Linked DNA regions of Mus musculus: regions 1 and 3 are each linked to region 2. The links are chromatin contacts, called in public HiChIP or PLAC-seq and promoter capture Hi-C maps. All regions are on one chromosome and are shown on one strand. The core of a region is the stretch at or near the end of the contact, and the rest is flanking DNA. Distances in the headings are between cores, read along the strand shown.

What was found. Promoter capture Hi-C pulls out the DNA fragments that hold promoters and counts their contacts. HiChIP or PLAC-seq counts read pairs in DNA pulled down with a chosen protein or histone mark.
Region 1: an H3K4me3 HiChIP or PLAC-seq map of embryonic limb bud shows a contact between it and region 2, with 5 times the contacts expected there. The contact joins the enhancer-like site here to the promoter of Jarid2 in region 2. A contact is called at or near these places in 8 of 39 promoter capture datasets (the 3T3-L1 cell line, cranial neural crest, frontonasal cranial neural crest and 4 more), 5 of 484 Hi-C or Micro-C datasets (adipose-derived mesenchymal stem cells, cortical neurons, muscle stem cells and 1 more), 10 of 115 datasets of contacts at active chromatin or transcription factors (VIP interneurons, astrocytes, bone marrow-derived macrophages and 7 more) and 1 of 9 other capture datasets (adipose tissue).
Region 3: a promoter capture Hi-C map of hippocampal neurons shows a contact between it and region 2, with 5 times the contacts expected there. The contact joins the enhancer-like site here to the promoter of Jarid2 in region 2. A contact is called at or near these places in 6 of 39 promoter capture datasets (the 3T3-L1 cell line, cranial neural crest, frontonasal cranial neural crest and 2 more), 1 of 484 Hi-C or Micro-C datasets (cortical neurons), 18 of 115 datasets of contacts at active chromatin or transcription factors (DN3 thymocytes, T-cell acute lymphoblastic leukemia, astrocytes and 14 more) and 2 of 9 other capture datasets (adipose tissue and liver).

What each region holds. Positions count from the first base shown.
Region 1 is chr13:44,181,005-44,185,067 of GRCm38.p6, reverse strand. No RefSeq gene overlaps it. Among named protein-coding and RNA genes, the nearest start is that of Gm33684, 32 kb to the right of the region's middle. Within about 2 kb of position 2,092, at least 23 of the 459 cell types and tissues checked have an H3K27ac peak or open chromatin away from gene starts, as enhancers often do. A contact at or near this core is called in adipose tissue, embryonic limb bud and trophoblast stem cells, where this site is marked.
Region 2 is chr13:44,729,604-44,734,089 of GRCm38.p6, reverse strand. It overlaps Jarid2 (jumonji, AT rich interactive domain 2), which reads right to left and starts at 2,819. Exons shown (of 18, transcript NM_001205043.1): 1 at 2,174-2,819. The coding sequence starts at 2,218.
Region 3 is chr13:43,989,251-43,993,499 of GRCm38.p6, reverse strand. No RefSeq gene overlaps it. Among named protein-coding and RNA genes, the nearest start is that of Gm2233, 42 kb to the right of the region's middle. Within about 2 kb of position 1,564, at least 48 of the 459 cell types and tissues checked have an H3K27ac peak or open chromatin away from gene starts, as enhancers often do. A contact at or near this core is called in adipose tissue, cortical neurons, forebrain and 3 more, where this site is marked.

The DNA of each region.
Region 1 (4,063 bases), core at 843-3,342, 550 kb after region 2:
TCTGTCTGTCTGTCTGTCTGCCTGCCTTTTTTCATCAGGCTGAATAATGATTGAGGACAGAGGCTATATCTTTTCTCACTGGTCCAAAAGTGATAAGTCCTAAGTTCTTGTCACTGAGTGACTCTGTCAGATTTCCACTGATGCTTTAAGATCACCATAGGTAGACATTTGGTGCCATTGGGAGCAGCCTGGTTCCATCCCAAATCCTCTGGCCTCTTCATGGCTGCCACAGGATCACCTGATGCCACACTTTCTGGTGCTTGCCTGAGCGTTTGCTGAATCTGTGTCCCCTTCTCTACATCTGTACTGAATCCCTGCTGTGGTCTCCCAGTAGGTCCACAGGCTACATTTCCTAGAACAGAGCTACCTCCACTGTTCTGTCTGGGGTATGGGTGTTGTGGTGTCTGATCCCCCATAAGAAGACATTATAGCAGAAGTGGGAATTGGAGAGGAATAAAGTTGGATATCAGGTGGGAGGCAGGTTGTTTAGGAGCATGTTGACATGAAAGACTTTGGGTTTTATCTCCTGTAGCTGGAGATAGTGATCAAGAAGAACTACAATAACATGTGTTTAAAAGATAATGCTGGCTGCTAAGGAAACAGTGTTGTATAGTAAATGGAGACCCTGGTACACTGGTTCCCAGACAATCAGACCATAGGATATGATGGTGACATATAGGGCTGTCCTGGAGGCTGAGATGGGCAGCACTAGAAGTGAATGGGGAAGACAAGGGATGACTTCTGGTCTTTAGTTGAACAACTGAATAGGCAGAGGCAGCACTTCCTTAGGCGTGGCAGAGGGGTAGCTTTGGGGACCAAACCAAGGATACCTTTTAGATGTATAATTTGTGCTAGCTCCTGGGTAGCCAAAGTGACCATCCTCCTAGAAGGCAGCTAGAAATGCAAATGTCAAGGTCAAAGGAAAATGACAAATGTTGGTATCAGCAAAATACAGATCATGGTTGGATGATACCCAAGAGGCAGAAAGCACAGTACACTCCTAGATGACCATCCCTGGATAATACCCCAGAGGGAGAAAGCACAGTACATGCCTAGATGACCACCATCAGCCCAGTCCTGGGGCAGTTGAACTTGAGTGTAGGAAGAGAGGCAGGAAAGGAGTCTGGACAAAGTCCTGTAATGAGGAAGGAAACCAGGGAAGAGTGATATCTTATGATATTAAGACAGGGAGGCATCAAGTAGGACTTGGGTAGCTCGAAGCAGAGAAATGCTTGCCTGGTCTTGTCCCAGTACGTAGAATGTGCAATTCTACCATCCTGACAGAGATGAAGGTATTCTAAAGAGATACTTTGCCCTTCCCTTTGACTATCAAACTATTAAAACAACAGACTCAAAGAAAATGCTGTTTCCACAGGAATTCCATGTTGGGGAAGGGCAAGGCTCTGATGTCAGTAAAAGGAAGAAACGGTCTCCAGTCTCTAGCTTCCAGGAAGATATTCTGCATAGTTCGCACAACTTGTGAGAGCACTTGGCAAGAGAGGCTGGAGCTGAGACACGGATGGGTCAGTGATGGGCGGGACCATCCCTTCACCAGGACTGTTGAGCTTTGCATGCTCTTATCCTCTACTTAAATCTGAACCTCATGTCCAGGCACTGAAGATGGAGTTGGTGCTCAGGGGACTGTACCATTGGACCTCGTTATTTGTTGTTCTTCCCAGCGTAGTCACATTACTCAAATTTCTGCTCTGCTGTATTAGTTATCCATCTAGTTGGCCTGTTGAAGATAGTAGCAAGCATAGCTTGCTAAGGCTACCATGCTCCAGCTCTGACACTAAAAACTCTGATAACAGCATGAGTTTGAGGCTAGCCTGGGCTACACACACACACACACACACCTTAACACAGACCTAGGGGAGGTGGGAAGAGTCCTATTTTCTACTTTCTATTTTGGTAGTAATAGCTATTCTAAGGCAGTCAGAATGACTCTAACAATGTAAGCAGCCGAGAACAAAGTCTCCTAAGGTTAATGAATTCCCCAAGGTGTGTTTAAAAGACACAGTGCACAGCACACCCGCAGTGCAGCACAGCCCGAAGCACCAAGAGCACTGCTCACAGTTCTTGGCTCCTAACGTTGGGATCGCGCCTGAATGTCCTTTTCTCCTCCAAAGGGACAAAAGGCTTTCTGGCACAGGCTGTCTAGATCCGTGGAAAAAGCCATATTCCTAAAATAAAGGAATAACGAGAGGGGAAAACAAAGTAAAACCTTGGCTCGACCCTAGGTAAAAATGTACAATTAGAGACGGGTTTCATTCACATCCCAAGGCATTGCCATTGTACCACGGGGCTAGCTCGCAACAATGCTGGCTTTGTGTCGGAGTCATTAAAGACTCCATCCAGGTTGTTTATTTCAAGTCTGGCAGCAGCCTGACCCAGAGGAGCCTGAAGTCAGGTCTTGAACTCTTTGGCTGAGTGGAAGAATGACATTTTTCACACTTGAAAGCCAAGTTCTTTCCCCAGGCTCCGACTCCATCCCATGATTAGTTGCTATTTGCTTAACACGAATGAAGGAACAAAGGTGAAGTTTGATAAACTGAAGAAAGTGTTTGATTTAATTGGGAGAGCTGGACTCTGCGAAGATCACTTTTACTATCTGAACCTGGACTCAGGAGTTTAAGAGAGTGACGTATTGGAAAAGGATGGAGCAAAGATCAAAATAACGAGCATGGCTTCTACCCATTTCCCACATCGCCAGTGGAGTCTATGGGAATAGAATTATGTTCCCCTCTTCCTACTCTGGAACAATGGTTCAGTCAGGGAAATACATCCTCAAAAGCATGTGAACCAGAGCTGGGGTCTCTGGACCACCAGAGAATGAGAGTGGTGTGTACCTGTGGTGGGGATTAGTGAGCAAGTGTGTTCCAGTCAGTGGGGGAGAGAGCCCTGTTCTGAGAAACAAGGAAGTGCGTCATACAATCAAAATGTATTGGATGTAATGCCCAAGAATTAACAGGATATGTATTTTTTAAAGGTAGAGAGTGACTTAGGAAGACACCCGAGTCAAACTCTGGATTCCTCTCTCTCTCTCTCTCTCTCTCTCTCTCTCTCTCTCTCACACACACACACACACACACACACACACACACACACACACACACACGCACATGCACATGCACACGCGCATGCACACATGCACGCACACATGTATGCACACACACATGCATGTATGCATGCACACATTTGCATATACACACTCATAGCACTCCCAGGCCTTTCATAATCTAGATTAGCTCTCACATTCCCCTTTCCTGAACACCTTTCTAACTGTAGCTGGGAAGACTTTCCCCCTAACTTGCTTTCTCTCTGTGCCCTTTACAGAAATGGTTTTCTGTCTCTAGCTGGAAAGGGCAGGGGGAGACTGGGTTTGCAACTGGAGTATTATCTTTGAAGACTCAAAGAGGGCTGAGTTCTAGAAGTTCCTCACATTAAGAGGTCTTGTTGTTGTTTGGCTATTATGTATTCAAAATAGGAAAATGTTCTGTCCCCTGCCCCTACAAGACTGTTGAGGGGACTGACTGAGATTCACTCAGGTATCCGTGAGCTTTCAGCAGATGTCCGGAGTCGTTTGTTGGTGCTGTCGCGTGATCATTATTTAATATCCCAAGTGCAATTTTTCTTATCTCATTCTCATGAAAGATAAGTTTTATCTTCATAATAAACACACAGCTGCTTTCCTTTTAAAACGTAAGTTCCTAAACAAATAAAAAGTAAATTGATGACCTTATTTTTTTTTAAAAAAAGGAAGCTAATGCAGGAAGCACCCAGAAGTAACCCCGGATGCATTGTTCAATTTATTATTAATAGTCAGTGTGGGATAATAAGAATCTGTGCCTACCCCATGCATTTAAAATAGTTAACGCATGTGTTTGTTTGTCTATGTGGTAACTTCAGCAGGCTGTGGGTTTAAAGGGGGGAGACTCAGGGACTGTTCCTTTTTTCATTAATTAATTTATTTATTTATTCACTTTAGAGCTCAACCTCAGCCCCCTCCCTCCTCTCCTCCAGCCCTACCCTCTCACCCCCTTATCCCATTCCCCCATCCTTT
Region 2 (4,486 bases), core at 1,570-4,069:
ACAGCACCGCACTCCCGGAGCTCCTACTCAGGCAGCGCCTGGAACCTCCCGCCCGACTTTTGACAGCACGGAGGAAAGGAAGGTTCCACTGGGCTGTCCCTTTGTGACGTCACAATGACAACAGACAGCGGCAGCTCGCGAAGGGGGAGAACCGAGGACTCAAAGCCACTGGGGGCAAGGGGCGGAGAGAGGACGTGACGGCCCGGATGGGGGGTGCAAAGGCGCAAGGCAAAAGAAGGCCGCGGGGAGGGGAGGGGGCGCGCTGACGTCTCTCCTGCTTAACCTGTTGCTCGAGACTGCGCTGGAGCCCGCGGGCAGGGCGGCGTAAGAGCTGAGCCTTACGCGCGGCGGGGGGCGCCCGAGGCATCTTTCCCTTCCTCACCCCCACCACCACCACCCCCTAGCCTCACTCACCCAGCCCGTCCCGCCCCGAGTCAGCACGCCGAGCCACCCGCGAGCCCCACCCACCCGCCCAGCCAGAGCACAACCCGGAGTCTGCCCCCTACAGGCCGCCCGCGCGCCCGCGGCCCGAGCCCGGGCTACGGCCCAAAGCGCTGTGGGCCCCGTGCACCCTCCCGGCCGGCTGCGTCCGGAGCACCGCGTGAGCAGACTCGGCTCCCGCAGCAGCAACTCACGCTCTGCCTCGCACAGCCACCGCCGGCTTGCGGCCGGATGTCCAGACTCCACAGGGTCCGCTGGCCTCCAGCAAAAAAAAACAAAAAAACAAAATGCCTACCCACGGTGTTCTCCAACTTATCGGGGTCCGGGATAGGGTGGGGGTTCTCGTCCCAAGTTCTACCCCATATCCTTTGTGGCTACGTCAGGAGACATGCTCTGGGAAGGAGTCCACGCTCCAAGGCAAGGCTGTGTGTCCATGCAGTTTCTACACATCGAGTTTAAACTAGTCCTTTGCGCTTTACCCGGCCCACTGCAATGCGGATGTATTTTAATTCTTAAATTCCTTATGGAGTAGGCTTTGTAAGTTGAGCTTCATTTAATCTTACGTTTCTTTCAAGTTAAGTTTACGTGTATAGATTAGGATCAGCTCTCCGGGAGAAATTCAGGTTTTCCATTAAATGTGTGTGTGTGTACACATTTAACAAAACCACTGCCCAGAAGGTCATCTCCCATTATACACTCCTCTCTAACCAAAAAGGAAAAATATTAAGACCAAATCATCGACCCTAGTTAAATAAAACTTTCTCATAGGGTCGCATTGTTCTTTATTTATCTTCAAGGGCCTTTTTTTTTTCTGGGGGAAAAAAGTGTACTTTGCTCTAAAGCATACGCAGCTAACCACCGGATCACTCGAGTGCATATTTGGTTAATCCCCTGGTTTCCCTCTCTACTCCCTCCCCCCAAACTTACAAAAAAAAAAAAAAAAAAAAAAAAGCCACTACACAAAACAAAAACACTCCCTATGCCAAGCAAGACGCTGCTATACTGTGCACAAAACAAACCTAACCATCACAACCCAATCTCAGAAACCCAGTTTTCAGGGAGAAATTATTCGTATTAACATGCATTCACTCAGGCACACATATACTTTTACATGAGCTATGTTTTTCCCCTCAAACTAGAAACCATGAATCTTTAGAACCAAAACCAGCCTCTTTATAAAAGTCAATACCAATAAATGCATTCCCAGTAACATGATTCCCAACTGGGTCATGTTGCAAGCTAGATAAGCCAAAAGGGCCACATATATTAAATGATGTGCCAGTGCTAGAAGATCGCCATAATCGTACTCTGGATTGCAACTTAGCTTCCAACACACATACCTTACACGATTTTCCAAATAACACTAATAACAGGCTCATTTGTATGCAAAGTGCAATATGGGACCAAATCCGCCCGAGAATGCAGTTAGATCACTGCGGGGGCCCCCACACACAGAACCCCAACCTCCACCAAAACCCCTTGCCTTTCACCAAAACTACATCAACGTTGTGTCATTCGAGGTCAATTTATATACTTGAGGTATCTCTACACCAGTCTGTTTTCTCAACCAAACTAGGCAGACACGACTTTGCCTGAAAAGCCCTTTCGGAAAAGAAAGAGCTTTATCGGACGCTGTTTAAAACCTTTCAGCTGCAGAATTATCTATAAACTTGACATTCACAACCATCGCTTAAAACTGCAAGCCAAAGGATGTGTTGTTAAGAGCACTTACGTATTTCTTCTGAATGATATTCCTCTTGGGTCTTTCCTTGCTCATTCTGAGATCCAAATGCTGATTGCAAAAGGGGACAATTGCTTCATGAATTTAAAGCCGTCAGAAATTTGCAAAAAAATATCCTGGTGGTTTTTATTGTTGTTGGTGGTGGTTGATCTTGTAATCCGACTTTTCTTCCTCTTCCCCCAAAACCAGATTCGCCTTGAAATAAATCCGAAATTGAGAAGGATAAAAGAAAAAATATAAAAAGAGCCAAAGACGAGCGAAGCAAACAAGAAAAATTCACTTTAGTAAAACACTCATAATGGAAAATTTCCCCCGAAACATACAACAGACACAAAAAAAGAAAAGAAAAAAAAAGAAGAAAAAAAAAAAAACCGACGCCCTTCACTCCCCCCCTTTTTCTTCCAAAAACTACATCAGCGAAACGTGAAGGTCCTTAGTATCTGATCTGTAGTTACATCTTGAAGAAGAAAAAAGGAAAAGATAAATTTAAAATGTTGGAAGTCACGTTTGTGCTGCAGCAGCAGTGCGAGCAGAAGAGTCAACTCCAGCGGCGGCGGTGGCGGCGGCAGCACCACAGCGGAGGGCTCGCCGAGTCTCTTTTTTCCAAGCCCCTTAACCAATGAGAGAGAGGCTAGCCAGCCCAACTTTAAATGGACTCTGCTTTTATACAAGTTAGGGCTCCTCGGCTAATTCGCCACCTCCCGCCAGCCGAAAACTCCCACAGCTGAGCCCCCCGCACGCCTGCCTAACCTCTGCCCACAAGCCCCGGCCCGGTGCGGAGAACTCCCGCAGCCCCGTCGACGAGACCCCGGAAAGGCCTCCACGAAGCCTCTGCGGGCCGCCCGTCAGGCGCCTCTCCCACGCCGAGCCCAGTCGTGGAATTGAGAGAGGCTCCCTAGCTCAATGCATGGCACGCTCGGTCGCTCCACCTCAGCCCCTTCCCCCCCCCCCCCCCCACCCGCAGTCCGCTCACCCAACAGTCGCCGCATGCAAACCTTCGCCACTGCCCTCACGTCTACCTGCAGCCGGGCAGCTGGGTACCAGTGCCCCAGGACGCCCGGCCCGGGGGAGAGCCGCCTATTCCCGGGGCACCTTAGAATAGTCCCCTTGATCTTCTGGAAGTTGTAGTCCCTTGACTACAAAATGGCTATGGCCACGGAAGCGAAGAACTACAATTCCCAGCGTGCCCCACGCCTCCTGTCACTCAACTCCCTTTTCCCCGATCGCTTCCCCCTCCCCCTTCCCCGGGCCCTGCCAACAAACGCTTGGACGTGTCCCGCGTGCGACACTGCTAGAGGCTGGCTCGGGATTGGCCCGCGGAGCGTGTGGTCCGGGAGCGAGGAACTCCCCACGCCGGCCCCGCCCCCCAGTCCCCTCCCCGCGGGGGCCGCCCTCCCGGCCCGGCCCGGCTCGGCCCGGCCCCGCGCGCCCCGCCCCGCCCCCACCCCGGGCGCGAACCGCCTGTGGAATCGAGGAATCGGCGCGCGAGAGCGCGCCCGCGGGCCCGCGAGGGCAAGCCGCCAGGCTTCCCGGGGGAAAGGCCTCGGAGCGTGGCGGCGGCGGCGGCGGGGGGCGGTGTCAGCGAGGGGTTGGAGCGGGTCCTCAGCCAAACTGGGCCACGCACCAAGAGGGATCCTCGCTCGGTGCGAACTCGCTGATCGGCAGCGCCCGCTTGCTTCAGCCGTTGCCGGCGGTGTCACCTCAGGACAAGCGCCCGTGTGCCGAGCAAGCGGGCGGCCGCTCGGCCGCCGGGGTGGTCCGAGGTCACGGCTCCAAGCCGGCCCGCGGCCGCACGCGACCCCACGCGCGAGGCAGACGCGGCTGGGGCAGCCTCCCGGCGAAAGCTCGCGGCCTCGTGGTCGCCGGCCCGCGTGCCCGCCCCTGTCCCCGGGGCCGACGCGACCCTAGGCCGTCGCCGGTGGCTCCGAGGTGAAGCCCCGCCGTCCCTGGAGACGGTGAAGGGGGTCTTTACCCTCAGGACTAGGGCTGTCCGCGACCGAGACTCCCAACGCCGAGGTGAAACCGTGAACGGAAAAATGGAGACCGACCCCCCAACACAGGCAGCCCGTAAGGAAGCGTCTCGAACACTGAGTGCCCGAGAGCCCAATGGTCTGTGCCCCGCAGCCTTACCTGCCCCAGCCCCTGCCCTGCCCAGGCTCGCCAGTCGCTCAGATCAATGGATCGCAGGCCCTGCTGTCGCTCTCGGGGGCATTCGCAGGAACTTTAGCACGGCTCCCAGCCTCGGCGCTAATTTCCTGGTTCTAACCTATGGTCTTCAAGGTCCTGCTTTTCAAATCTGACTGG
Region 3 (4,249 bases), core at 315-2,814, 740 kb after region 2:
TCCTCTTTCAGCTTGAGTTGTCTCCAAGTCACCTGACCGACGTCGTTCATTTTGCTATCCATAAGTAAACATATCTATTCCAAACAACCAACCAACCATATGAAACCATTATTCATGGTAAAGACTACGGTGTGTTCTGATGCTAAGTCACTAATAAGCTACAGGTAGAAGGATGGATTAGCACAACTAGAATACTAAGAGGACTAGAGGCTGGCTCCCATGGCTCTCTCTCCAGCCTCTCTCAGGGCTCCTCTGCTCACTGCCCTGAGTGTCAGCAAGCTACACTGTGCAGCTAGATTCCAAGAGACCTGTAACAGGTGATTCAGCCTCTTGAACTTCAGTCCACTACTCTGCATCTGCTGGCACATGCCCCAGACAATACTCTTACTAGGGAGTGAGCTGGTGTGTGGCCAGTGCTCTATGAAGAATTTGAATGTTGTTTGAAGTTTAAAGTTTTTTCTCATTTGTGAAATGGTTTTCTTTAATATTTCTCAGTATTTTCATCTTGTTTGGAAAAGAGATATAGTATATATTAGTCCTCATGTTAGCTGCTTCTATTCTCCTCCTCCTCCTTCTTCTCCTCCTTCTCCTCTTCTTCTTCTCTTCCTCCTCTTCCTCTTCCTGCTACTTCTCCTTCTTTTTCTCTTTCTCTTCCTCCTCTCCCTCCTCTTTCTCTCCTTCTCCTCCTTTTCCTTTTCTTCCTTCCTCTTCCTCCTTTTCCTCTTCCTCTCCGTTTCTTCCTTCTTTAAAGAAGAAGACATGATCTCATATATCCCAGACTGGCCTTGAACTTACTGTGTAGGCAAGGATGACCTTGACCTTCTGACCCTCCTGCCCCTATCTCCAGAGTGCTGGGATTACAGACGTGCGCCACCATACACCACTATGCAGGGCTCAAACACTAGGCTTCATGGATACTAGATAAACATTCAACAAACTGAGTTACAAATCCAGCCCACTTGAAATTACTTTTTTTTTTTTATTCCTGTGATCAAATCCCTGAAAAACAGCACTTGAAGGGAGAAGTATTCTTATTTCTGAAGAGATCTTGGCTCATGATCTGAAGGGATACAGTATATCATGGAAGCAAAGGCAAGATGGTGGAAGTGTGGAGTGGCTGGTCACGCCATATCCACAGTCAGGAAGTAGATGGAGATGAACAGAGATCTCCATACTTGATTTTTTTTTAATCATCTTGGGACTCCACCACCCACATTAGTCCATTTGGGAGAAACACTAAAGGCCTACGCAGAGTTATGGCTCCTAAGTGATTCTAAATCTAACCAAGTTGAACGTTAACTACCACATTAACCTAAGTCTAAACATCATAGATCAATGATGACAGAAGCAGACAAAAGACAAAACAAAACAAACAAACAAACCAAGGTCTGAGTAACCAGTGGGACAGATGCCAGGCAAGGGCGCAGCCCAGACTGACAGCCAATTCATTAGAAGAGAATCCCTTCAGGATAAGCCAACTCATTCTTTGAAGCAATGTAGTCACAAGAATGAGGCAGTACTCTTTGCTGGCTTTTGGCCAGCCCAGCTCTGGGAAGCGTGGTCAGCGTCTTTAACTGGACTTGGCCTCCGGAAACAAAGCTCAACCTCTTTAGCAGGAGGCAGGGTTTCCCCACTGCCCACTAAACTGTTTGCAAAAGAAAAGAAAGAAAGGTAAATATTTGAACACCAGAAAATAAATAATGATCATAAATAATGCAGTCGTCTTCCAGTGTTTGCCCACAGCCGCTGACAGGCTGCCATGTGAAGTTTGCTTCTTACAGCGGTGTCTGCAGCCCAGCAGCTAGGTAAGGGCGTCAGGGGAGGGAGTACCTTTTTCTAAGGCTTGTATGGCATTGTGAAGAGATCTGCTCAGAGCCCTCTCCTGCATTCTGGGAAGAAGAGAGAAGCCCCCTTTTGCTAATTCCTGGCATGTTTTATGCTATCTGAATGATCAATCCAGTTTCCTCTTCCAGGTATTATATGGGGTAGAGATAGCATAAACATGTGGAATTAACTAGAATTCAAATGACTGTCAAATGTCTATTCAAATGACTGTATCAATGACATAATTCACCTGAACTCCAGCTGCCCATTCACAAAGTGGGTACAGCAGAAGGTACAGCAAGGACACTGTTCAAGGATGAGCCACGGTATAATTCATATACTTGGCACAAAACGGGCACAGCCATTTGCAGTCGGCAAATTACAAAGAGGAATTTAGACGCTCCTTGGAAAACAAAGCAACAAAAACAAGACGTTCCTACCTGGCCTGCCTCTTAAACACACGGCACCAACTGGCGTGTGTTTTAAAAACCGTATCTGTGTCTCATGCTCAAGTAATCATTCTAAAAATACAGATTCCGCAAAAGGAAATGTGGTGCATCTACTTCTGATTTTACTCTTTATAAAAACACAAGCAGATCCTCTGCACGGAGGGAGAGAATTCAATTTGCAGTTTCTTGACGTGTGTTTTGCCTTCCCAGGGAAACGTGTAAGCTGGTAACTCAGCATACGTCAGATTTGGGAGGCAGCCATGTCTCTTGCAGCACTCAGCCTCACTAACAAGGCACAGCTTCTCCAAATGACCCATCCGTCAGCGGCACGTGAGCTGGGAGAATTGATTAGCCAGCCCTGTCACAGGAGAGCCATGGTGCAGCCTGAGAAAAACCATGCCAACACCCCACGCTCTCGGCCTCGGGGTGCATTCCGTTTGAGGGGTCGAATGGAGTTGAATTGATGAAGTGTTAAAAGTGAGAAGGTAACACAGAGATGTGGTCCTCTGCTTAAGGCAGATGGGTAAATCAAAGCCCAGAGCATCAGACAGCTTGCTCAGTGACAGAGCTGCCGATGCAAGCCAGGTTTCTTGACCTCCTTCCCGGCCACTGGGGAAATCTATTTCATCCATAGCCAAGTGAAATGTTTTCCTGGATTCCCCTGTGACTCTGAGGGTACAGGAACTGGAATATAAAGGCTTAGAGTCCCTTGGCCTTATTCTGTTTAGATCACACCTTACATGGGATGGCACCACCAAGAGAGGTGATCCGTGGGATAGAACAACATCACCTGGCTTCCTGGCCCTTTGGCTTTCTGAGTGGCTCTGTGCCTCCATACCAGCAGGGTGTCTAGCATATTGCAGGAATTCAATGAGTATTAACTGACTGGACACATTTTAAGTGTACACTGTCAAATCTTGTTAGTAAAAACAGTGCAATGAGCGTTGACCCTTGGCTGATAGGAGAGAGAGGCTCGAGCAAGAGTAACTGGATAAATAAGACTCTCAGCAAGCAGGAAGAATGACTCTCCACTCCTGCCTTTACCACCTGGCTGACCAACGGCCCAGTGACAAATGTGACAAGGACAAATGATTTATCCTCTCTCAGTGTTGTTTCTCCCAACTGTCATATGGAATAAAATGACTCTTCTGCGGGGTTTTACAAAGGCAGAACGATATTTACTGAACACTACCGATTCAATAGATATAAACAGAGGCACAAAGAAGAGACAGCTTGGGGACCTGATGGACTGACCATATGAAAAGCCCAGAACCATGGCCGCCACTCTCCACCCCCCCCATCACTGCTGCTTCCGGGCTGCCGAGAAGTGAGCAACTTTGCTGCACCATGTGCTCTATCCTTTGATGTTTGCTTCTTCCTTGACAGGCCCAAAGGCAAGGGAGCCAGTCAGCCATGGACTGAAACCTCTGAAACCGTAGCCCCAAATAAACCTTAGCCCCAGGTTAGTATCTCCGGTATTTTATCATATGGTCACAGTTCTAAAGCTGACAAATACATTCATATTCAGAAGTACTGTATTTACTAGATGTTACATTCTAAGGTTTTGTATGTAATGTGTGTCGCATCCTCAGGTAATGTGTGTATGTGTGTGTGTGTGTGTGTGTGAATACATACACATACACATATACATGGCGTGTCATATTCTGAAGTACTTGATGCATTGAATGCTATATTTGAGGTTAAGATTTCCAAGCTCAAAATATTTGAGGGAAAAGAAGCCAGTCTGTAACACCAGTTTTTCTCTTCCTTTGGATGAATTGTATGTCCTTGCACTCTTCCAAAAAGAACACAATATTCAAGCACTAATATCTTGTCACTAGATAAGGTCAAGCCTATGACAGGCATTGGTCTGGGAAAGAATTACGCTCATTTAATTGTCACGACGGCCTATGTATTAGTCTGTCTACTCCCAGAAGCATGGATCTCTCTCCAGATGGCCAGTGGAAAGAGGGTAA